Linked DNA regions of Mus musculus: all the other regions are linked to region 3. A link is a contact called in public Hi-C and promoter capture Hi-C data. All regions are on one chromosome and are shown on one strand. The core of a region is the stretch at or near the end of the contact, and the rest is flanking DNA. Distances in the headings are between cores, read along the strand shown. Region 1 overlaps Mycbp2 (MYC binding protein 2, E3 ubiquitin protein ligase). Region 2 overlaps Mycbp2 (MYC binding protein 2, E3 ubiquitin protein ligase). Region 3 holds the start of Scel (sciellin). Region 4 overlaps Mycbp2 (MYC binding protein 2, E3 ubiquitin protein ligase).

Region 1 (5,811 bases), core at 1,745-4,244, 360 kb after region 3:
TGATTTAAAACCTTCCATCTCTCTCCTGAAACATGCAACAACCACAAACACCCTAGTAACCAAGTGTAGCAAGCTTAAGATTGGGAGCTAGGGCTAGGCTGATGCTAATTCTACCAAATATAATGCATTTGTTATAAATTTTGCTCTATACTAGTACAAGGTCAATAAGGTAAAACAAACAGCAACATTGACCTTTTGGGGACAATTTGCTAGAGCTTGTTTGTCAGTTACTTCCGGTAATCTTTGTTCTCCTAGTTAGCATTGACACTTTGCAATTTTTATTTCTCTTTACAAGTGTATTCTAATCACAAAATGTATTTTGAGAACATTAAAAAAAAAATGAGCATATAAGGGCCAATAGCAAAACAAAGGAGAGACAGGGAGGGAGAAAGAAAGAGGGAGGGAGGGAGAGAGAGAGAAAGTGAGCACAAAACCAACTTGCATGTTTAAGAAAGAAGAAAATTCATGATGGAGTAGAAATAGTGTTCAAAATACTTTTATTCTTTCAAAAGAACTATTTAAAATTTGTTTGCTACATATCGGAATGTTGTAGCTGAAGTAAATGTTTGTTGTACCACAGTGCTCTCCAAGGGCTTATTTTGCCCTCTCATTTCACTACAGAATTTTTCATCTTGATTCTAATCTTACATGATTGCTGTCACATTTGCTGTGACTATTAAAGAGTGGATTCTCAGAAAATCTGAATGTGTTGGATAGCAAAAGGAAAGAAAAGAAAAGAAAAGAAAAGAAAAGAAAAGGAAAGGAAAGGAAAGGAAAGGAAAGGAAAGGAAAGAAAAGAAAAGAGGAGGAAGAAAAATGAGTATATATTGTTCTTCCAACAAACTGGTTGAACAAAATGTCATATTCCAAGACTGAATCGCTGAAGGGTCAATGACACAAACCGGACCTGGATTATTTTCCAGAAGGATGACAAATTCTGTAACACTTACTGCTCTCACATAAAGGTGACTGCAGTATGACTTCATACACAGGCAAATCAGAGCACTTCTCTGCAGCACCTACACTTACTCCCATCTCCTTTTGGGGGGAAAGAGAGAAGAGGCTGTGTTTATTACCAGGAACCAATTCTGTTTCCTAGGACCTCTTTTCTAAACACATAGCTTTGTAGCTAGCTGCTTTGCTTTTTCATGACACTTGAATAGCTCCATCAGATTGCTCTTCTTCTAAAACCGTCCTTGCACTACAAGCAAGAGTGCTTTTGTGGTTGTTTGCTTAAGAAGGAAAAGTAATGTAAATCTGAACCACCAGCTAGGGACACAGCCTGACTGTATTGCTTCAAAGAAACCATAATATGCAGAATAGTGAAATTAAGGGAAGGCCGGGATACCCAAACCAAATGGTATCTGTGTAGAATTATCTAGGGATTTGCCTTAGAAAGAGGTTTTGGATTTTTTGGTAGTTGTGGTTTGTTTCTGTTATTCTCTAGGCATGAAGAGCCCAATTCAGACTTGTAGTACTCATGATGAAGATCCTATGGTTTTATGTCAGCTAAGCTACTAAGATCTTAAGATGAGCACTGTTTTCATATAACAGAGAGAGTGACTGGCTTACATGCTAATACACAACAGCTTTAGGACTTCCATACTTTATTATTTCATTGTAATCAAGACATTAAACTACGATGTCTCCTGTATAGAGCTCTTCACTAACCTAATTGTATTTATTTTTTACAATTGAATACAATTGAGTTTCTTTGTTCAACAAGACCTATGCTGTTACCCTAAGTATGCTAAGTTTCACTCTCCTGAATATCGTAACTTGATTATTTTTGTATGGAGGATATTTTTCAAAATTTAATTTTTAAAGTAGTTATTCTCTTTCTTGTCTCTTGCTGAATTTAAATTCTAATTAGTTGCATAAGGGCTGTGGTTTATATATGTAACACTAATAGCTCATTTGGGTGAATACATACTGTTTATTCATATAAACATGTATTGTTGTAGCATGTGTAATGATAGAGTAGAAATTTTATGGAAAATATTTTCATTTTATTCTTAACATGTTTTGTATATGTGATAAGTAGCGTAAATTTTGTAGCTTTTCTGTTTTAGTGTTTATGTTGCATTTTATTAACAAGTTCACTGTGAAATGGATCATGCAGGTGACAGAGGAACTATCTCAACATCTTCAAGACCAGTGTCCACATCAGGGAAGTCAGAGCTGCCCTCTAAGCACAGCAGGTCAGTTAAACCCGACGGGCATGTGAGCCGGACTCCTGCTGACCAGAAGAAGCCACGGGGGACAGAAGGCTTATCTGCTAGTGAATCCCTCATGTTAAAATCTGATGCTGCAAAGTTGAGGTCAGACTCCCATAGTAGGTCCCTGTCCCCTAACCATAACACTCTGCAGACACTGAAGTCTGATGGGAGGACGTCTTCTGGCTTCAGGGCCGAATCCCCAGGACCAGGCTCGAGGTCATCCTCCCCTAAGCCCAAGCCTCTGCCGACTCCCAGGTCTAGCCCATCTGGTGCAAGCTCTCCACGCTCCTCCTCACCACAGGATAAAAATCTACCTCAGAAAAGCACAGCTCCTGCTAAGACAAAACTTGACCCACCTCGGGAACGTTCCAAGTCAGACTCATATACACTTGATCCAGATACCCTCCGTAAGAAGAAAATGCCCCTCACAGAACCATTAAGGGGGCGGTCCACATCACCAAAACCAAAACCAGTACCAAAGGATCCTAAAGACTCCCCAGGGTCTGAAAACAGAGCCCCTTCTCCCCACGTAGTGCAGGAAAACCTCCACAGTGAGGTAGTTGAAGTCTGTACTTCAAGTACTTTAAAAACAAATGGTGTCACGGACAGCACCTGCGATGACAGCGGTGACTTGAAGAGTGTGGATGAAGGTTCAAATAAAGTGCATTTCAGCATAGGCAAAGCACCGCTGAAAGATGAACAGGAAATGAGAGCATCACCCAAAATAAGTCGGAAGTGTGCTAACAGACACACCAGGCCCAAAAAAGAAAAGTCTAACTTCCTTTTCAAAGGAGATGGAACCAAATCTTTAGAACCAGCCAAGCAAGCCATGTCCCCGTCTGTGGCTGAGTGTGCCAGAGCCGTCTTTGCCTCTTTTTTGTGGCATGAAGGCATAGTACATGATGCAATGGCTTGTTCTTCCTTCCTGAAATTTAATCCTGACCTTTCCAAAGAACATGCTCCTATAAGAAGTAGTTTGAATAGCCAACCACCCACAGAGGAAAAGGAAATCAAGTTAAAAAATAGACATTCATTGGAAATATCGTCTGCTCTGAATATGTTTAACATTGCACCTCATGGCCCAGATATATCCAAGATGGGTAGTATCAACAAAAATAAGGTCTTGTCCATGCTTAAGGAACCGCCTCTCCATGAAAAATGTGAGGACGGGAAATCGGAAGCCACTTTTGAAATGTCCATGCATCACACAATGAAGTCGAAATCTCCACTTCCTTTAACATTACAACATTTAGTGGCTTTCTGGGAAGATATCTCTTTGGCTACAATCAAAGCTGCTTCCCAGAATATGATTTTTCCAAGTCCTGGTTCCTGTGCAGTCCTTAAAAAGAAAGAATGTGAAAAAGAGAATAAAAAAACAAAAAAGGAAAAAAAGAAAAAAGAAAAGACAGAAATTCGGCCAAGGGGCAATTTGTTTGGTGAAATGGCCCAGCTGGCTGTAGGAGGGCCAGAGAAAGATACCATCTGTGAGCTGTGTGGAGAATCCCATCCGTACCCAGTGACATATCACATGAGACAAGCTCACCCAGGTAAGCTATTTTGTGGTGTGTGTATATATATGCTTTAGTCCTGATAAGCTACATCCTCTGAACTATATCACATATGTACACCTTTTAAACAGTTAGGTACTTGCTCGGGATTTTACTTTGAAAAGATGCACCTGTTGCTGATATAATATCACTAGTGAAAAATCAAAGACATTCAAAATGTTAAATGTATGTCTTATTTTTTTTCAAGGTTGTGGCCGATATGCTGGTGGACAAGGATACAATAGCATTGGGCATTTTTGTGGAGGATGGGCTGGTAACTGTGGTGATGGGGGAATGGGAGGAAGCACTTGGTACCTCGTATGCGATCGCTGTAGAGAAAAATACCTCCGTGAAAAACAGGCCGCTGCAAGGGAAAAGGTATTTTTACTACATTCAGGCTATATTATTTATGATATGGATTAGTTGTATGTAAGTGATACTAAAATTCAGCTTATATAACGAAAATGAAATACTAATTCAATATTAGATAAGTAACCTGTTTCTAATGTAACAGATAGATACAAATGGTATGTTGACGGATGTTTGTGATGTCGTCTTTATCATTGTCCCCGGCACTACAGATGTATGAACAGCTCACTGTCTTCCTGTCCTGTTCGCTTTCCTCCTCTTTCTCTCCTGTGTTTTCCTTAAGACCCAACCCTACCATAGAACTCATGGAAAGTTAGGATCATCCCACTAATGCCACCAAGTCAGACCTCTGCTAAAGCTTCCTTCCCTACATGACTCTTCCCAAGCTCCCCACTGATGGGTTTGTTGTTGTTTGTTTTAGTAATCATGATCATGGTTTTAAAATATTTTTTCTTTTTCTTCTTTTTTTTTTTTTTTTTTTTTTTTGTAGAAACAACAAAAGTTAAAATGATCTTCTTAAATATACACAGGAAAGAGTCACGTCTCTCTCTTTTTTTTTTTTTTTTTTTTTTTTTTTTGGCCAGGTCAAACAATCTAGAAGAAAGCCAATGCAAGTAAAGACGCCTCGTGCCTTGCCCACCATGGAAGCACACCAGGTGATCAAAGCCAACGCCCTCTTCCTGCTGTCCCTGAGCAGTGCTGCAGAGCCAAGCATCTTGTGTTACCACCCTGCAAAGCCATTCCAGTCTCAGCTGCCCATCGTGAAGGAAGGCGTTTCTGAGGACCTTCCTGTAAAAATGCCTTGTCTCTACTTGCAGACATTAGCTAGGTAATAAGACTTTGTTTTTGATTTTTAATTCCCATTGGGTTTACGGCTTCTGATGATTAATGAACCATCCATAAAGTGGTTCAGACCTTGCTCTCAGACCCACACTAGTCAGAGATAGTGAGCAGGACGCAAACCTTGGCAATGTGCTCTGTCCATTGCCCTGACTGACATGACTGGGAGTGTGGTGCACGCTGTATGCTACTGGGTGTGGGTACTTTGTCAGTCTGTCCTGATACAATTAGTACAAAACATATCGTAAAAAGAAGGACCTGCATTTTTTATTCTCTATTAGTTGACTTTAGTCTATTAGTCAAAAATGCTGAAGAGGAAAGAAACTGATGTTTCCTGTAGAAGTCTTCTTTTTTCGTTCCTTTTACCCTTAAACAAAAACCAGCTGAGTAACAAGGGCACTGAAAGGAATATTAAAGCCCTGAGTTTATTCAACAGTGGTGGAAAGAGAGAGCATCATTACCACCTTCACAGTGCCATGCTGGCTTTACTCACAGGCAAGTGGGAGAGGATGCTAAAAGAACTGAGACAGGGCTTGAGTCTTCCTCGGCAAGTAATGAAGCACTTCCCAGCGGTCTGCCGTTGCCTCTCACCTGATTATCGAAGGTCCTTCCACTGAAAACTGCCCCTTTTTTATGGCAAAGTTATGAGGCTTTTAATAATGTTTGTACTTGTTAAAATAAGAAAATGGAAAGAAAAGGAAAATGTGAAACATTCAAGACCAGGAAGAAAGCATAAGGCATGCTAAATATAATATCTTGAGTTTCAATTAGACTACTATGTGTATTTAGGTTAACAATGTCGTCTTCAAGTTTGAAAAAGAGTGAATCTGGTGAGA
Region 2 (6,146 bases), core at 407-2,906, 330 kb after region 3:
GTCAGTGAGGTATGATTCCCTCCTTATCTCTGTGTTATCCTGTGTATGCCACGCCCCCACCCCCACCCACCCTGCCACAGCAACCTGTACCTACCATCCTCACCTGGTAGGAGCAGACGCCATCTATTTGACAGGTGATCTGGTTTAGATAGGGGTCTGGCAGAGAGTGGCTACTTAGCACACATTGCTAACTAAAAGATTTTATTTCTCACTAGTTTTGGAAAAAATACTGATTTTTCTATAATGTGTTAATGCTTCATTGTATAATTTCCATGTAAAAGAATAACAGTAGAATGAAAAGTGTCATGTATGGATGTTGTGAAAGGGTGACTATAATAGTAACATAACATCAGAATACCCTTTAGGAAGTTGTGCTGTAAACCACTTATGTTATCATTGGAAATAAAAAGGTTATTTGCATTTTGATATTTAGAAGTTATAAGTATTCAATCAGATATATAAATTATAATGCCTTTCATTTTACCACATTGCTAAAACCTTTAGGTCAGCACACATTTACTTAGTGCTTAGCAAAACTTGGTTGTAGAAAAGATAATTTTATCAAGCATTAAAGACTTATGTGTTGCTGAGATTAAATAGGCAACCTTATAATAACTTATAAGTGATTTTAAGTAGATATAAATACAGACTTGAGCAGGAATTTCCAAGCACTGCTGCCACCCAGATGCTTGTCCTTTCACGTTTCTTTCAGCATCATTCAGATAGCAAGGGGACAGAGCAGTCTGGATGTCCACTGATAGGCAATGAAAATGTGTGTTCTACAGTAGGGTTTTTCTCAGTTGTAAAGAATGAAATTAATAATTTAGCAGGAAAAATGATGGGTCTGGAAAGTATTACACTAATTGAGGTCATCCAGATTCTAGAAGAAAAAGCAATTGCCCGTTTTTCCTCATACAGAGATTACAAGCGTTAATGTTAGGATGAGGAAGAGTAGGCTGTGACCTAGATAGGAGACCATGAAGGCAGCACGTGGCCGAGAAAGGCAAGGGAAACAAGAGGAGCCCTGATAGGCAGTGTAGAGGAGGTACTCAGAGAGAGTTCTTCTCCTTAGGTAGATGGCGTGTGGAATCTGGCACACAAACTGGAAAGGCAGAGAGACTTGAGGTCATAGCCTTTGTTTGCCATCTTTGGCTCCTTTATTTTCAAAAGTGAGAGCAAAATGGGGAGTGGGGAGGGAAGCAGCAAAGCAGTTTGTTAGGGCTGTTAGCTTGGGGTTAGTGGGACTCTAACGGTGGGTTGGCTGTGTCTCTGATTCTGTTGCCTGCTCTTGGGACTCTTTGCCTTCTGTTGGGTTGCCCTGTCCAGCCCCCATATGAGGGCTTTGTCTTTGTCTCTTGTTTGTCCTGTTAGGTTGTCTTGGTTTTTGGAGGTCTGCACTTTTCTGAAGAGGAAACGGGAAATGGCTAAGGGGGAGGGGGGAAGTGAGAGAAACTAGGAGGGTTGGAGAAGGGAAACTGTGGTCGGGATGTATTGTATGAAAGAAGAATCTATTTTCAATATAAAAAAGAAAAGAAAAACAAAAATACCATAATGAATTGTAATCCTTGCTTTGAAAAAATGAAAAGTAGTGTGACAGTGTGTGTTAGGAATGGCTTCAGTAGAGTCTTCAATCTGATACAGCAGTGAGTGCAGATACTGTTCTGTATTGAAGCTGAGATGGGCACACATATATGTGCAGTCATCCTTTTACTTTCCTACTCACTTCTACTATTTTTTTTTTTTTTTGTCCTAACTCTGCTCTTTTTCAAGCTGTCTTCAATCTAGGACCTTTCTTGGCCACAGACAAGGGCAGATAATAATAATAATAATAGCTAATGTTATTGAATACTTAATACATGTACATTGTTGCACAGATATTTTATGTCATTTAACTCTCATAGTGTGAGGTAGCTAGTATTGTCATTCCTGTCTCCGAGCACTGAGTGGTCCAGCATGAGGACGTGTCTCTCACCTACTGTGTTATCACACTGCCATCCAGGCCTCATGCCAACAGTCACAGAGCTTCCATGGTGGGAGGTGAATAGTGTTCTCACCTGTCTCTGTGCTAGTCATAGCACGTGTCAGAAAGCCATGCCTTATTATTATTATTATCATCATTATTATTATCATTATTATTATTTTGAGTTTGTTCATGATCACTCGATGTGCTCCTATTAAACACTTCAGGAAATGCTATAAAGTGCTCTTTGGGAATCTCAAGACCTCATTTAAAATTTTTTTTCCATTTTTCCAACTTAGTATCAATCACCTCTTTTAAAAAATGTAAAATTCAGGTATTTGTCTTCATTGTTCAAGACAGTCTATGATGTGGGGCTGGAGAGACAGCATAGCCATTAAGAGTGCCGAATGCACTTCCAGGACGCTTGCTCTCCTGTCTGAGCACCTACATGCTGGCTTGCTACACCTGCAGATCCAGTCCTCTACAGGCCTCAGGCATGAATGGGTGACCAGACATACATGGTGGAAAAAACCATATACATAAATAAAAAGTAAAATAGCCTATGATGGGCTAGATTTCCCATCCTTTTACCTGAGTAGTCAAATGTTAATTACACTACTTTTCTTACAGATGCTGGCCTTGAAGTAAAAGTCAAAGATCCACCAAAGGGGATGATCCCCCCAGGGACTCAGCTAGTCAAGCCGAAGGCAGACCCCCAGCCAAATAAGGTCAGTGGAGGACAAAGCAAAAGTGGAGTTGGTCAGAGACTGAAATTTTTCATGCCTCAAAGTAGCTCTCAAATATCTAATATTTTACTTGATTTATTGTAGTATTTTAATTTCCAGTATCCCTAAATCAGTCTGAAGAGCAGTTCATAAGAATTATTCCTCTCAAATTGTACAATTTTGCTTTTCTGGCTTCTATATATTTTTTATTGTTTTTGAGTGTTCTGTTCATGCTTATATTAAAAGTATACTATTAACAGAAAGTCTACTGAAATTACATGTGAGAATTCAAGGTTAAAACATTGTTTCATTAAAAGAAACATTAATTTTCTTATATCTAAAAACTAGCTAAAGGAATTTGAATAAACTATTAAAAACTATGAGAATGTAATTTATATTTTGACCTTCTAAAAAATCACCTTTTATTTTTTGTTATATATCTTCATTACTTAAAGTGGGTAATCATAAATATATTAATCATTGATATCAAATATTCTCACGTACTTAGAGGTCTACCTTCACTGCTGTTTTAAGGAAACCAGCTCCAGAGGACTGTCAGGACATGCTGAGATTGTACTTCTTTTAACTGTATTGAGTCTGTGCTTTCTCTGCCACTGTCAAATCTGTTCTTTTCTCAGATTCGAAAATTTGTGGCCAAGGACAGTGCTGGTCTCCGCATCCGGAGCCACCCTTCCCTTCAGAGTGAACAGATTGGAATAGTGAGAGTCAATGGAACTATCACTTTTATTGATGAGGTAATTAATAAGTATGAGTAGTTTATTTTGGACAGAAAATCTTTTTGATATTTGCATAATAACAAGGAAACTATGTTTTAATGTTATTGGGTTCTAAACAGTTTTGGAACTTCTTTATCTAACTTATTACCAGTCCCTTTGGGGTTTTTTCCTTACAAAGTATTTTAGTCATATTGATTTCCTCTAGCAACTGCTCCCAAATACATCTCCCCTTCCCAACCTACCCAACTTTGTGTCTTCTTTCTGCTTTTTATTATTACTTAGTCACTTTGTGTGGGGGGTGTTTTGCCTGCATGAATGTCTGTGCACCCGTGGAGGTCAGGGAGCAGCCTCAGATCCACTGGGACTGTAGTTGCAGATGGTTCTGAGTCTCCAAATAGGTGCTGGAAATGAGACTCAGGGACTGTGTAAGGGCAGCCAGTGCTCTTCACCAGTGAACCATCGCTCTGGCACTTCTTTTGTTCTTTCATCCCACTGAGTCCAAACTGTGCTGGCCCTAAACTCTTAATGGTCTTCACTAGAAAGTGTTCCACTAACAGGGGCTGTACCCTTAAGGACAACTGACTCTCCCTCTTCCAGAAACTACCAGTTGCCAATAATTTCTTAGATGGGGTGTGGGACCATTCTCCATGCTAGGATTTTGTCTGACTTGAACTCTTGAGGGTCTTGTTAATGCTTTCTTAACCACCATCAGTTCTTGTGTGTCAGCTGCACTGTCTTGTCATCATCTACCACCCGTGGCCCGTACAGTCCCTCCTTATCTTCTTCCTGAATGATTTTTGAGACTTGGGCAGAGGGAATGGGAATGTGCTGTAGATGGCCCACTTCAGACTGAGCAGTCTCTTCCCTGCATCTTGAACAGAAGTGGGTAATCATCACGATCTGCAGAAAAGCAAAACACAAACAGACAAAGCAGCTGCTGAGGTTGGGTAGATACGCTCGCATCTATAGGCCAATTGGGCATCAGTTTAATACTGTGTCCATCTAGTATGGTAATAGTGGTGCACTCTCTCCTAGGGCCTATGACCTATCTAGTCACAGGTTCCTGGTCTAGACAGTTGTGCTACAGCGGGGTAAGATGGTGGTTCCTCTCCTCCTCTGGTAGTGTGCATAGTACCTTCAGACACTATGAGAGGTAGCTACCAATGAGGAAGCTTCCGGGCTTTGATATCTCTGTGTTCTATGAGGCACATGTGTGATCTCTTCAGCAATATGGTCTTACTGTCAGTTTCTGGATGGTCACAGTAGCAGTAGCCTAATAATGTTTGGAGGTCTTTAAGTCACTTGTCAATAACTCCAAAAGAAATAACCCACTCCTAACTCGAGTTTCATAGAATTACTATGAATAGTGTTTCCTAAAATTCTACTCATGATTTCTGACAACAGTAGCCTATAATAAAATTTAGATAAACATAATTATCTATACAAACCTATTAGAAAGAGATATCATTTAGAAAGATATGGTAGGAGGCTGGAGAAGCTTTTCTACATGGTTGAAGTTGAAAGCCAATTACCACCTGTGTTTCAAGGCATATGCTTCCAAGAGTTTGAGAAATCTTGTGAAAAAAAATTTATAGGATATGTTCACTGAAGTTTTCATATTTAATTTATCCTCCTTTTTCAGTAAAAACTGGGAAAATTGTACTTTGAGCATAATAAAACCAGTTAAACATAGTAACCAGAACCTTTAGAAATACAGCTTTCTAAACATAGACAAAGTTTAAATGAATTTTATAATTGTTTTGAAACATAGTTCTTGGGTTGCCTTAACCTTGGAACATCCAAGGAATATTTCCCTACAGTGCAGCCAAGTAGCCTGGATACAAAACATGTTCTCTTGAGAAATGGCTAATTTTGCTGTTAGATTATCTTATTTTTTCCCTTGCATTTAGATTTTAATTTACATTCTGAAAACACATAAGAGAAATATAACCCCAAAGTAAAACAGTTTTAACCACAAAATGAAATTAAGCTATCTTTATCTATTCTTATGCAACAGCTTACATATTTAATCTCTTTTTCTTTTTTAATGAGTGCGTCTGATCTTGGAAGCTGAGAGGGCCAGTCCTGGTTAGAGCTTGGAAGGGAGATTGTTTCTCCTAAGTGTGATTTTCTTGTGCTTTTAATTCATGAGAGAAGTTGCTTTCGCAGTGTCACCATGAAAATGATCATGCTGCGTGGATGTCCCTTGCCTCAAGTTCCCCCATCTATCTTCTCCTATCACAGATGATGCAGAATCTCCACTCCCACCCTCTTTTCCTGCTCTGCTCATTCTCAGACCTCAGAGCTCCCTGGTGCTTACAGGAAGGCAAGCTCCTTTGCTTTCTTCTTCCCTAGATCCACAATGATGATGGCGTGTGGTTGAGACTGAATGAGGAGACAATAAAGAAGTATGTTCCTAACATGAACGGTTACACTGAAGCCTGGTGCCTCTCTTTTAACCAGCATCTTGGCAAGAGCCTTCTGGTCCCTGTTGACGTAAGTGAAAGATGGTTTTTAAAAGCATCAGAGTTGCACTCTATCCTCATTATAAACCTTTCTTTAATTAAGGCTTTTCAGTTCTGAGGTAACTGGTCCCTATATCACCTTTACTTCAAAGGCGCCTGAGTGCTTAAGGGCTTCAGTGCAGTGAAAGTGGGATAAGGCTCTTAAAGCTGTCAGTAGTAGTAAGTAAGAAATTGAAACTAAACATGCCTAACTCCTTTC
Region 3 (6,346 bases), core at 3,034-5,533:
TAACCCAATACCGAAGTGCCTGTCTTAGGAACACAGCAAGCAAGGGGACAGGGGTGGAAAGTTACTGGACTAAAGGAAATGGGGAATGGAGTAAGAGTCTCTTTGCTGCAGAGCGTTGTGCTAGGTCAACCAGCTGCATGAGCCAGAGCAGATTTTCACAGCTCATTTGACAAAAAAAAAAAAAAAGATTATGAGATCAACAGAGAGTAGCAATTGGCTAGGTTAACTACTTCAGAATCTTTTCCCAATTTATGAACTTTTAAGACATTTAAGGAAATGGCTGACTCTTTGGAAAGCAATGCAAATACTTGCCTAGGCCAAATATCTGCAACCTGGAAAGCAGGCAGAGAGAAAGCAAATGTGTCGAGAGCAATGGTATAAACAGAAGTGGCCTGAGGTATACACCTTGATTTATAAGAAAGTCCTGGGTGTTTTGTTCTTCAGAAATCACTGTGACAGATGGAATCCCTAAACAGGAAGAGAGCAAAGGCTGTAAAACTATTTTTAAAAGAAGAATAAGAGAGGTAATTTCAGACCTGTAAATAATAAATAACTAATAATCACAGACCCGTAAAAAGATCTTCTAGCCAATAAGTAAAACAAACCATCAAAGAGCTATTATTATCCCCAAGCCATGAAATCTTAGGGAAGTGAAAAACAAATAGATATTTCTAAGTATCTTCATTACATGTTTCTATTTTGACCACCTCCAGGGATTAATTAATAAATGGATTTATTACAGTAAGCATCCCTGTTGAGTCTCTACCCAATGAAGGGAATCTAAACTTCTCAGACCAGTTTGGACTTAGCTTCTTAACATGGTTAGAAATGGCCATTTATTTTTCTATCATGGGCTAAGAGTCTAAGCGTAGCAATCTTGCTTACTGGTGGTGAAAAGAATCCAAAATTTAGCTCAATTCAATCTTTTGCTATCCAGATCTCTGAATGTACCAGTTTTCTACATCTTTATAAACACCTACCATCAAATTGACCCTCTGATAGTTCTTGGTTTTAATACATGAAGCTTTCCTGATACTTGCTAGGGGATAACTCCATAGTTTACCTTTACAATTGTCCACTTCATCCTACAGAGACACTGACTTAATACTCAGCACTTGGTATTCAATCATAAAAAATCATCAGAGTCCTACCAGGGGCCATTTCTAGTTCACTGATTCAAGGTCAGGCCTATCAGGGAGAGAGCCCCCTGGAACTTTCTGTATACAGCATCCCTAATGACGAACAGGGAGAGAGCAGGCACGAGAGGGTCGTTTCCTGCAGATCTTTGAACTGAAATTAGTCTTTCATGCAGAGACACGCTCTGCTTGCCGTGTAATCCTTACATACTTTCTGGAAGCCTGCTACAGTCTCCTGGGACAAGCAGTTCATTGTCTTCTAAGGGAACATCTGTAGAAGGGAGATTTACTAACATCATTTTAGAGCCAAGAGCCTTGGGTTTAGAGATAATTTAGGATCTGTTATTTAGATTTTTAGAGTTCTCGTGTATTATAGTTACAGTGAGTAGTTGGGACTATACGTTTTCTTGTCTAGATGTAAACCCATTGGCATTTAACATGACGCTATAAGATTCCCTGTTCTAATTAATGACCACAATAAGAGATCCATATCTTCAAAGAATTTGGCAACTGACAAAAAAAAAAAAAAAACACAAGTGAAATAAACGAAGCTATCATCTGCAAAGCATGCACCTGACGGAGAGAAAATGGTGATAGCTGTGCACCATGTCAAACAGGGAGCACCGGCAGCTCCAGGTAGCTGTATGGAAACCAATATGTAACAACGTTTATTCTTTCAAAGTTCTTAAGATGAGAAAACAGAAAAAGATGCACAAATGGCTGAGAAGCAGAGGAATGGCAGGAAGAAAGCTGTGTGGAAACAACTGCGATTTCTCCTAGACTGCTGGGCTGCGGATTTTATCTCCTTGCTCTTAAGGAATGCTTGGAGTTCATGCCTCCAGCACACCAGACAGTATGTGAAATCACGTTCCCTTGCGGTGACCGTCTGGCGGACCATACGCAGTTAATTCCACAGTGTGAACTCAATCATTTAAAGCACACTTCTGTTTGGCTTACAAAGTTCCCAGGAATGGAACCCTCCAGAACAGCCATCAGCATTCTGACTCAAGTCAGGGAAGGCAGCCCAGTAAACAGAACCTAGGGAATGGCAGCTGAAGAGAAGACGATGCTGATTGCAGGGACCCGACCACAGCCTTTACATGTGTACCACACAAGTTCACACCAAGGGGCCGGTGGCTCTTACTAATTAACCCTACAAATATAGGAAATAGAAAGACCAAGTCCAAAAGCCACTAATCAAAAATGCCTTTCTATGCCAAATGCACACCACATACATTCTATTCTGTCCTTTACTGCTGGCAAGGACACTCTTGCTTCTGTGTCACTACATAGAGTCCTTATATAAAGATACAATTTAGTTCATTCTGCTGCTGCTTGTTACATGAAAGAACTCTGGAAACTCATTGAGAAAATCTAATAAGACAAATGGTGGAGATCTTACTTCATGTTCTGGTTCTGCCACTCTGGGCCTGGAAGGTTGCCTAATTCTTATTCCTTGTCTTCCTCATCTAGAATATTCAAAGGGTAGAGCCAAGAGACCTGCTTTGAAAACCAAGTAAAAAAGCCAAATGCGGTAGCGTATATTTGTAATCTCGGCATCCCTGCAGTAAGATGGGAGGAAGAGACTGGACAATCAGCTACAAGCTCAGGGGCCAGACTGGAAAACACCACACACCAGAAACAAAAGAGAGATGCTACCTCAATATGGTGGCAGGTTCCTGAAAATTGTCCTCTGATCGCCACATGCATGCTATGGAATACACACACCCATACTCGTTCACCCCCCCCCACACACACACACACAAAACACACATACACATACTCACACCCCTTTCAGTTGAAAAATTATACCAGTAGGTTGCTAAGACTTACATGCACCTAAATTTCTATACAATTCTGAATTGTTTCCATGTAGTCTCTGTATATCTTGACATTTAAAATCATCCAACGGTCTTTGTAAACTCTTAACTGCTTAGTTTTTTTTTCCCCCAACACTTTAAATACTAGAGCGTAGCCTTTATCAGAAAAGCCATATCTGTCTCATCAGCTACAGAAGTGAAAGCCAGTTTTCAATTTCATGAAAATAAAACTGTAGCCCACTCATGCTGTCCTTGGGCATTCTGTTGACTATTCTTGTTGGAAAACAAAGGAATCAAGCTCTTCTGTAAATCTTTGGGACTTGAGCACTGACACATCTCAGCTATTCTAAGATTTTGGGTAACTTGGTCAGTCATAGGAAGCAACGAAACACCCAGTTCTTCAATAGAGCCAGGTCTTCAGGAGGAAAGAGTTGCTAACAAGCTATGTCTGATTTCTGCTGTATATCATAAACATAAATGATCTAAAAAAAAAAGTCAGACAAGCCAGCTGACTTTTCAGGAGTAAGAAGGGCAGAGAAGTTGAAATTACTTCTGTCTACCTTAAGCCAGTCTCCAGCTAATTCAAAACATAATATAGCAAAATTGGTCATGTGCCCACAACCCCCATGAAGAATCACACATCTCCACGTCGCCCCCTCCTTACTCCATCCCATGAATCTCTTATGTAAGCAAGGGGGATTTTCTTATTTGGAGATATTAAGGTTGAATGGGTTTGCAGTTTTTGTCACACTTGAGAAAAAAGATATTACGCTATTTGTAAAACCAATAAAGTTTAATATTTCACTAGAAGCATCACTTATGAAAAACAGAAAGCTCTCTTTTTATGAAACAGTTTTATAGTCACTGGAGAAAACAAACCCGTGAGTGCCGAGTCCTTGATTTAAAAGCTTTATTATTTCTATGAGAAGTAGGATTCCAGGACACCAGCTCCAGTGGGAAACGCAAAGAGCTCTTCGTATCTGTAATGCCGTGATGTGTACAATGGCCAAGTTAAAGACCGTGGAAACTAGAAGTGTAGAGCTATTGGCACACAGGCTACTCATCATAGGCTGTCAATTTAGAAACAAGTCAAAGAAGACACAGACAGCCCTGATCTGAATCATTTGGAGGGGCAACAGAAAAGTTTGCACAAACCACAAAGCAGCTGTATTCGTCTCTGCAAGCAGAATTCAACTCACCTTTCTTGCGCAGGAACCCGGGACTCTTGGCTAACTGGCCCGCAGTGATTCCCCAAGTGGATCCGGCTGAAACAAATGTGCACCTGGCGCTTCCTGGGTGCACTTCCCACCTCCGCTCGCCTGTTAATGAACAGCTTAGAGGCTTCTCTCTCAACACTGAGTCACGCAGGGAGGAGGCAGGCCGTGTGAAAGAGGGTGTCACCCTGTACAAATACCAGCTCAACAAAAACAGTCTCATTCACAGGACGGCTGTCTCTGTGGGGAAGTTCTTCAAATAACTCGTGGTTATTTGAAATGTTCCTTATCGCTCTTTCAACTGATCAACGCACAATACTGGCAAGCAGGCAGCCCAGTCAACCACTTGTAAATGAGCCTTTTAAAAAGCAAAGCAGAGCTGGAGAAGCAGAACTGGGAATCTCTCTTCCCTCCCACCCACCCCCCTCCTTCTCTCTCTCCCTCCATCTACTACTTGGGGTGTGAAGTCACAGACATGTGTACCAGGAGCAGACTGCCCAGTTGGGAAAGGAACATTTACATGAACTCTGGGACCAGAAGATGTAGGCAGAATCCATTATAGAAAGTCCACATTCCGAACATTTTTATACAGACATCAAAGGAATAGCACACCCCAAATGTAAGAATCTTAACCCTTAAATTATTTCACAATATTTAAAAAAACATTTTAAAGATGGTCAGCAGAACCGCTCCGTGGTAAAGGCTCTTGTGGCCAAGCTTGTTGATCTGACTTTAATCTTTGAGACCCACATGGTAGAGAGAGCAAACTGATTCCTGCAGGTTGTCTCTGACCACGCGCAGACCCCAACATGCATATCCAAACACACGCGCACCAATGATTCAATAGAATTTTAATTAACGTTTAATGTGGTAAGAATAGTTGAAGCTTCTTTTCCAGCTGATGGTGGCATAGATTCCTGCATCGAAGCTCCTTCTGCTGCTGTGAAGAAAGAACACAGAAGGACATCCTGGTGAGTACAGTGGGGGTGTCTGTGGGGGCTCCTCTCTAACAGGCTCTGAAGTGAACCTTTCACAACAGCAAGAAGGATTTAAGGGAGCTTAGCTTTCGGGAGCTTTGCTCAAGGGGACTGGATCATCTGTTTCCTGGGTCATCTCAATTCATCAGCACACCAATAATTAACCTCCTTAAGATGGCTCCTAAAAACTGTGTCAGGCTTGGCTGTGTGTATGACAAGAATAACAAGAAGGAGAAACATCCACGGGAGGGGGCCAGGCAACTGCAGGATGGATTGAAGCTGGAGATCTCCTGGATGTTCATTTCTCAGTTCTAGGCTGAGGGGTTGGAAATTCTAAAGCAAAGACTGTTTTCACAGTGAAACATATAGTCCTGACTCATGATGTACAGAATATATGTATACATGATTTTGCTTGTGTGTGTGTCTGTTTGCACACATGCACATAGGTGCACATGCATCTGTGTACACATCTCATATGCTAGAAGTTAACCTCAGGTGTCTTTCTCAGTTGTTCTCTACCTTATTTTGTGAGATGGGTTTCTTGCATCAGATCTCATTCTGGGCAACCAAGAGCCCCCAAGGACCCATGTGTCATTGCCTCCACTACCACAGGGCTGAGGCACAAGGTACACCCCCACTGTACTCACCTTTATGTGGGTTCTGTGGACCTGAACTCAGGTCTTCATACTGGTACTGCAAGTGATCTATTTACTCATCTCCTTAGTCCCTAAAATATCTTTAAAATAAAATTTAAATCTTTGTCAGGGTGTTATAGTAAGGTTAGATATTATTAATATCCATGTGAAAGTTTGAAAAGAAGATGTGACCCATTTTTTTTGTGGATATTTTCCTTATTTACATTTTTAAATCTTTTTCCCTTTCCAGGTCTCCCCTTTAGAATCTCCCTATGCTATGCCCCCTCCTCTAGCCTCTATGAGGGTGCTCCCCCACCTACCCACTCCCATTCTCTCCTCCTGGCATTTCCCCTACACTGGGGCATCAAATACCCTCAGGCCCGAGGGCCTCTCCCCTCACTGACCAACAAGGCCATCTTCTGCCACATATGTGGCCAGTGCCATGGGTCAATCCATGTGTATTGTTTGGTTGGTGGTCCAGTCCCTGGGAGCTGGGGGGTCTGACCTGTTGACACTGTTGCTCCCTCCATGGGGCTGCAAACCCCCTCAGCTCCTTCAGACCCT
Region 4 (5,736 bases), core at 2,726-5,225, 400 kb after region 3:
GAAACCTGAAGCAAGCTAGAATCTGCAGGGTGACCTGGCATATCTGGCACACTGGAAAGCCACATTTAGCTAGCAGATGAGCATTTATAGACTCTGTGTCCGATGGAGCCTGCCTTCTGTCCTGTTTTTCTAGTACAGATAATAGATTGATATTGACTCACCTTGTTTACTCTCAGTTTGGACCTAGCGTTTTGACTGTAGACATACAGACCATGCAAATTGTCCCAATTTCTTGGCCTCCTTTACTTTGTATCCAAACAAGTAAAAATAAATTGGCCATCAACATAGTTGCATTCATTCTGGTGCTTATATTAGATATTTAGTTTTTGAATATAGAGTAGACTTACAAGTATGAACAGTATTCTGAATACAATTTCTTAATTTTTTGTTCATTTCAAAAATTGTGTGATCCGAAGATGTTTAAACTGACTTTTTTGTTGCTTTCTTATTGAACTAAGAATTTTAATTCTGTTCTAATTTATGCCAGGCACACTTAATTGTATATAATTGTGACTTAGGACTTGATGTGCGTGTTTTAAGCAATAGAAGGGAATATGTTGTGTAAGATTTTAAAATGAAAAAACTCACAACTTTTCCCAGAAAAAGCATCATTTGTATTTACTACTTGATACCTTATTCCTCATACTTGTTTGAATATTGTATATCTTCTCATCATGTTCCTTTAATAGCATGATTTTTAGATGTTCTCCTTCTGAAAGAAGAATGTTCACATTCCAGAATTGAAATTATTTTTAAGCCAGACGTGGTGGTACACACCTTTAATCCTAGCACTCAGGAGACAGAGAGCTACACAAAGAAACCTTGTCTCAAAAACAAAATAAATAGATAATGAATGACTAGCTTCATGTGTACCCCTGATTCTCCCTGCAGTCAGCAGTGTAGACACGGCTTGCTTGGCATTGTGAGGGAGTGTTGCATAGTCACTATGGCCACACAGTCTCCCCCATGCTGTTGCTTCATGAGCACATGGTTTCTCCACAGGCATACTTTGGTGGTGAGGCTCGCTGTGATGCTGAGGCTGGACAAGGAGATGATTACGACCCCAGAGAGCTCATCTGCGGCGCCTGTTCCGATGTGTCCAGGGCCCAGGTAGGCAGACGCTAGACAGACACACCAGACGCTAGACACGCCAGGAAGCCGCCACTGGGCCTGAGAGACACCACTGACTATCCTCCAGGGAACCCGAGTTGGGTTCACAGCCCCTCAGCAGGCAACTCATAGCCTTCATAACTCCAACTCTGGGGGCTGGGCAGCCTCCGAACTAACATACAAGCACTTACACACAGTTTAAAATAGTAAAATTAAACCTTTTTTAGTCAAAATTCTGTCTTTAAAATAAGATTGATCTCCACGATCCCTGCCCTGACACCCATGTAGTCTCTTCTGACACACTTCAGGGTTGGGCATGGGTTTCCAAGTGTGTTCATGATGTTATTTCTTGTTAATATTCTCATTGTGTAGTTGTCATTTCATGAAGTGAGCACTATATTTAAGCAATGGGAACATTTACTTATTTATAACCCTGTGCTCAAGCTTTTAGGCTTTCCCATCTTTAATGAAGTGTTCACAGGACCTATGGACTTGGTGGAGAGTAAAATATTATTGGGCAGCTTTCTAGCCCAATAAAGCATTGATGAAGAAATGTAGTTTCTTATTAATCAGATAAACTGTGTGGGAGACCGAACTTAAACTTGAGGCTTTGGTTAGATCTTTTGGAACACACATTTACTCACTGATCTTTGAACCTATGCCATTGCATTTTCAGTCAGCTTTTAAAGCTACATGTGCTCTCATAGTATTGATTAACAAGCTATCCACTTCTTAAATTTACTATACATGTCTTCAGCTATCATAAGTGTTGTTGAAATAGCTCACTATAACCTTGTGTTTCCCACGTCTTTTGATATAGATGTGTCCCAAACATGGAACAGACTTTCTAGAATACAAGTGTCGCTACTGCTGTTCGGTGGCTGTCTTCTTCTGTTTCGGAACAACACATTTCTGTAATGCTTGTCATGATGACTTTCAGAGAATGACCAGCATTCCTAAGGAAGAACTCCCACACTGTCCTGCAGGTAGGGTTTAAGTCTGAGAGCTCTGTTTCTAGGGTCAGTTTATGGTTCCTGAATAAGGTAAGAAGTTGAGGTCATGTGTTAGGAGCTCTACTGGGACATCCAAGAGCAAGAAAAATTAGAGGAAGCAAATAAAAGCAAGCCATGTGATGTTTAATGTCTTAAATCCTTAAATTCTTGGCAGAATCATGGGAAAGGATTATGTTTTAATTCTTGGGGCAGGGAAGGGAGATGACTTAACTGTGGTGCCTTGCATATAGTAGCAAATACCAAGCCCTGAACAGAGTCTTTGTAGTTTTTACTTGATGACAAGGTCTCAGGAAATTGCCCAGGCTAGCCTAAAGTCACTCTGTAGCCCAGGCAGAGGCCCCAAACCTGCAGTCCTTCTGCCCAGAGTATGACTGGATGGGATTACAGGCCTCTCCATCAGGCCCAGCTTGTGATGTTTTGGGCTATTGGGGTCTTTTTTTTTCCTCTTTAGGAAGATTTCCATAAAATAGGAAGAAGATTTGAGGTAGAATACCTAGGAAGTGGCAGCAGAGTTAGAACCAGAAAGCTAAAAAAACTAAAATATCCACGAAAAATACAGAGGAAACCACTGTCCTTGGAGATCAGGCAAAGAAAACAAATGAACACAAAACCCAGGAGTCTGAAAAAAGAATGTCAGATGTCAGGAACCTTAGCATCATAGGGGGGAAAAGTGATGGGTTGGGAGAGAGAAATGAGATTGGAGGAAGAATTGTATGTGAGCTGAGTGTGGTTACTGTAAATACACGCACACATATGGTGATGGTAGCTTTGCTGAAGCTCTGAAGCACACCCTCCCACTATGGCTTCTTAGGATACAGATGGTAGGTCCCCTCAAGCAGGGCAGTAACTTCACCCTCAGTCACAACCCGCAGTCCTAACCATGCTATATACCCACTAACAAAGAGACTACAAAAGGGCAAAAGGCTAAAAATAGATTAAATAGACAAAATATATAGATAAAATAGACAAAAAATAGATTTTTTTAAAAAGGCAAAAAAAAAAAAGGCAAGTTTCTATTCACTGTTGAGAATTGGGCCAAAATTTTAGAGCCAGGAGAATGAACAGGTGACTGGTAAATAACCCTGCAACACTCTGACTTATGTGCAATATGTTGTCATTTGTTTGTGATCTTTATTAATTTGTAGCAGACTGTGAAAGAAGCAAATGGAGACTGTTCTGAGAGGGCAGAGTGTTAGGGAGTCAGGAAAGATGAGAGCCATGACAGTGAGGATGAGGAGTGAGGAAAGGCAGGGTGTTAGGCTGACTGTCAAGAAAGATGAGAGCCATGGCAGTGAAGTGGCGTAAAACAGCGAATGCAGTGAGGACCACAGACAATCAGAGATGATCTTTCTCAGAGAGAAAGGAGAGCACTCAGCAGAAGCTGTAGATCAAAGTCTGGAAAGAAACAGGAACCAAAAGAAAGTCCATCATGCTTCCAGGCCTTATGACATGGGAGGAGCCCAGAGGACAGGCCTTATGACATGGGAGGAGCCTGGAGGACAGGCCTTATGACATGGGAGGAGCCTGGGGGACAGGCCTTATGACATGGGAGGAGCCAGGACAGGCCTTGTGACATGGGAGGAGCCTGGGGTCAGGCCTTGTGACATGGGAGGAGCCTGGGGGACAGCCACTTGCAGTAGAAAATTTAAAGGCAGTGTCATCAGGGAAAACCCAACTTTTACTGGTTATTGAAATTGTATTTTCTTAAAATAAAAATTCTAAAAATGATGAAGTTTGCAAAGAAGTAAGTGAGCTAAAGGACACAGTTGTGGGGCATAAGCTGAGATGAGAGCTCAGGCCAAGGCTTCCACTGCGAGGGACTGAGTCGGGCTACATGGAGGACTTTGTCCTTACTCAACTTCACTCCCAAGAGTAAGTTAGGGTGGGTCTGTGGTAATGCTGGTTAAGAGCATCACACAGCTACACTGTGCCGTTACTAGCATATCATTTAGATATTTAGATAGAAAAGGTCAGGTTTTGCTTTGACATTTGTATAAGCCTTCTTGATTTCAAACCTGTGTCTTTCCCACAGTGTTTCCAGATGACTACAGTCCGTTACGTTATTGTAATGTTCATGTTTTAAACTCATCTGGACTTTGCTTCAGATACTTAACAAATGGCATTGTCAGTCTTACCATTTTGGTAGTGTGCAATTAGTTTCTCTTCAGTGAAGGTAGATAAAGGTGAACATGGTTTATTTATAGTAAGTTTGATTTTACTTGTAAAAAAAAATACACACACCGCCCCCCATGGGCTGGAGAGATGGCTCAGTGTCAGCACTGACTGCTCTTCCAGAGGTCCTGAGTTCAATTCCCAGCAACCACATGGTGGCTCACACCCATCTGTAGTGAGATCTGATGCCCTCTTCGGTGTTTCTGAAGACAGAGACAGGGTACCCACATACCTGAAATAAATCTTTTAAAAAAAATCCCCCACAAAAATCTGGTTTGGGTTTGTTTGTCTATTTGTTGATGTAGAATAGTTTTCTGCTAGACTAAGGTTAGAGATTTTTGTGACTGATTTTGATCATTGCTCCTTAAAACTTTCTAGCTCAGTGATCCCCTGGGTAGGATGTTATGGTCGGGGGCCATTTTACTTCCTGTTACATGCATACATGTGTGTATAATGCTGAAGCTTGCATGGGGAACATATCTGTACTAAGAAGAAAATTGTTTTTAGCTTGTTAATTCATAGACATGTTATTTCTTTGAATAACTTGATTTTTATTCACATGAAATTTATGTGCATATTTTAAAATTACATTTTTTTAACCTCCTTCAAAATGTATACAGGTCCCAAAGGCAAGCAGCTAGAAGGAACTGAGTGTCCACTCCACGTTGTTCATCCGCCCACGGGGGAAGAGTTTGCTCTCGGGTGCGGCGTGTGCAGAAATGCTCACACGTTTTAGAACTTTCAGATCCTTTGTCTATGGAGAGGATAGTTACCTTCATCCACCGGGAGGATGCAGTGAACTTTAAGCTCTGCTCAGGATAAGAACGGGACCATTTTACATCGAAAATGAACCATTTACAGTGCAGGAATGATGCCAAATACCGTGTACATAATTCTTGCTACGAACGTTTCCCCTTTATTTTGGTTTATCTTCTTTGAACCAAGACATCAAACTTGTGAGGTGTTTGCATGTGGCCATTCCCGTCACTGGCCTGTGACGCACTGGACATTTATAGATAACTGATATAGAAGGATCTCCATGCTCATGGACTGAGAAGGATGCTGGCTTTCAAGCAAAAGAAGAAAAAGAATCACTGTTTATTGTATACTGCCTTTTTGTAATCCTGTACAATTGCATCACGGGTGGGTATAAAAAAAGGAAGATTCTGGTTTCTTTCCTAGACTGTTATTTAAAAAAAAATTGTGTTAGTAAGGCCTATAAATGTAATAAGTATCAGACTGTATATAAAGCTATCAATGTTTGTCCTGTATAAGAATTACTAAATTACAAAAGCAGTTTCATTTAAACTTCTAGGTTAAGTTTGAGCCTGAAATTTTAATGAAGTGCAATACTGAGTGTGCCTCATTATCTTGCAGCTGTAAACATATTGGAATGTACATGTCAATAAAGCCACTGTACATTTTTATACAGTGATAAAGT

Evidence for each region. Promoter capture Hi-C pulls out the DNA fragments that hold promoters and counts their contacts. Hi-C and Micro-C count contacts between places; a contact is called where the count stands out from the background.
Region 1: a contact with region 3 is called in a promoter capture Hi-C map of pre-B cells. The contact joins the enhancer-like site here to the promoter of Scel in region 3. A contact is called at or near these places in 9 of 39 promoter capture datasets (the C10 cell line, embryonic stem cells, hematopoietic stem and progenitor cells and 5 more), 2 of 484 Hi-C or Micro-C datasets (bone marrow-derived macrophages and embryonic stem cells), 1 of 115 datasets of contacts at active chromatin or transcription factors (embryonic basal ganglia) and 3 of 9 other capture datasets (adipose tissue, liver and macrophages).
Region 2: a contact with region 3 is called in a Hi-C map of bone marrow-derived macrophages, with 16 read pairs. The contact joins the enhancer-like site here to the promoter of Scel in region 3. A contact is called at or near these places in 8 of 39 promoter capture datasets (3T3-L1-derived adipocytes, the C10 cell line, embryonic stem cells and 4 more), 1 of 484 Hi-C or Micro-C datasets (bone marrow-derived macrophages), 1 of 115 datasets of contacts at active chromatin or transcription factors (embryonic basal ganglia) and 3 of 9 other capture datasets (adipose tissue, liver and macrophages).
Region 4: a contact with region 3 is called in a Hi-C map of bone marrow-derived macrophages, with 18 read pairs. The contact joins the enhancer-like site here to the promoter of Scel in region 3. A contact is called at or near these places in 12 of 39 promoter capture datasets (the 3T3-L1 cell line, 3T3-L1-derived adipocytes, the C10 cell line and 9 more), 1 of 484 Hi-C or Micro-C datasets (bone marrow-derived macrophages), 3 of 115 datasets of contacts at active chromatin or transcription factors (bone marrow-derived macrophages, effector CD8 T cells and embryonic forebrain) and 3 of 9 other capture datasets (adipose tissue, liver and macrophages).

What each region holds. Positions count from the first base shown.
Region 1 is chr14:103,153,079-103,158,889 of GRCm38.p6, reverse strand. It overlaps Mycbp2 (MYC binding protein 2, E3 ubiquitin protein ligase), which reads left to right. Exons shown (of 85, transcript NM_207215.2): 58 at 2,123-3,766; 59 at 3,975-4,144; 60 at 4,720-4,964. Among named protein-coding and RNA genes, the nearest start is that of Fbxl3, 56 kb to the right of the region's middle. Within about 2 kb of position 2,994, at least 25 of the 459 cell types and tissues checked have an H3K27ac peak or open chromatin away from gene starts, as enhancers often do. A contact at or near this core is called in bone marrow-derived macrophages and pre-B cells, where this site is marked.
Region 2 is chr14:103,182,126-103,188,271 of GRCm38.p6, reverse strand. It overlaps Mycbp2 (MYC binding protein 2, E3 ubiquitin protein ligase), which reads left to right. Exons shown (of 85, transcript NM_207215.2): 50 at 2,591-2,688; 51 at 3,324-3,440; 52 at 5,778-5,918. Among named protein-coding and RNA genes, the nearest start is that of Fbxl3, 86 kb to the right of the region's middle. Within about 2 kb of position 1,656, at least 14 of the 459 cell types and tissues checked have an H3K27ac peak or open chromatin away from gene starts, as enhancers often do. A contact at or near this core is called in bone marrow-derived macrophages, where this site is marked.
Region 3 is chr14:103,511,278-103,517,623 of GRCm38.p6, reverse strand. It overlaps Scel (sciellin), which reads right to left and starts at 4,283. Exons shown (of 31, transcript NM_022886.2): 1 at 4,156-4,283. Gm34907 (a long non-coding RNA gene) reads right to left here. Exons shown (of 7, transcript XR_003951026.1): 7 at 5,005-5,883.
Region 4 is chr14:103,113,415-103,119,150 of GRCm38.p6, reverse strand. Mycbp2 (MYC binding protein 2, E3 ubiquitin protein ligase) reads left to right here. Exons shown (of 85, transcript NM_207215.2): 83 at 1,003-1,110; 84 at 1,931-2,096; 85 at 4,916-5,736. The coding sequence ends at 5,031. Among named protein-coding and RNA genes, the nearest start is that of Fbxl3, 17 kb to the right of the region's middle. Within about 2 kb of position 3,975, at least 45 of the 459 cell types and tissues checked have an H3K27ac peak or open chromatin away from gene starts, as enhancers often do. A contact at or near this core is called in bone marrow-derived macrophages, where this site is marked.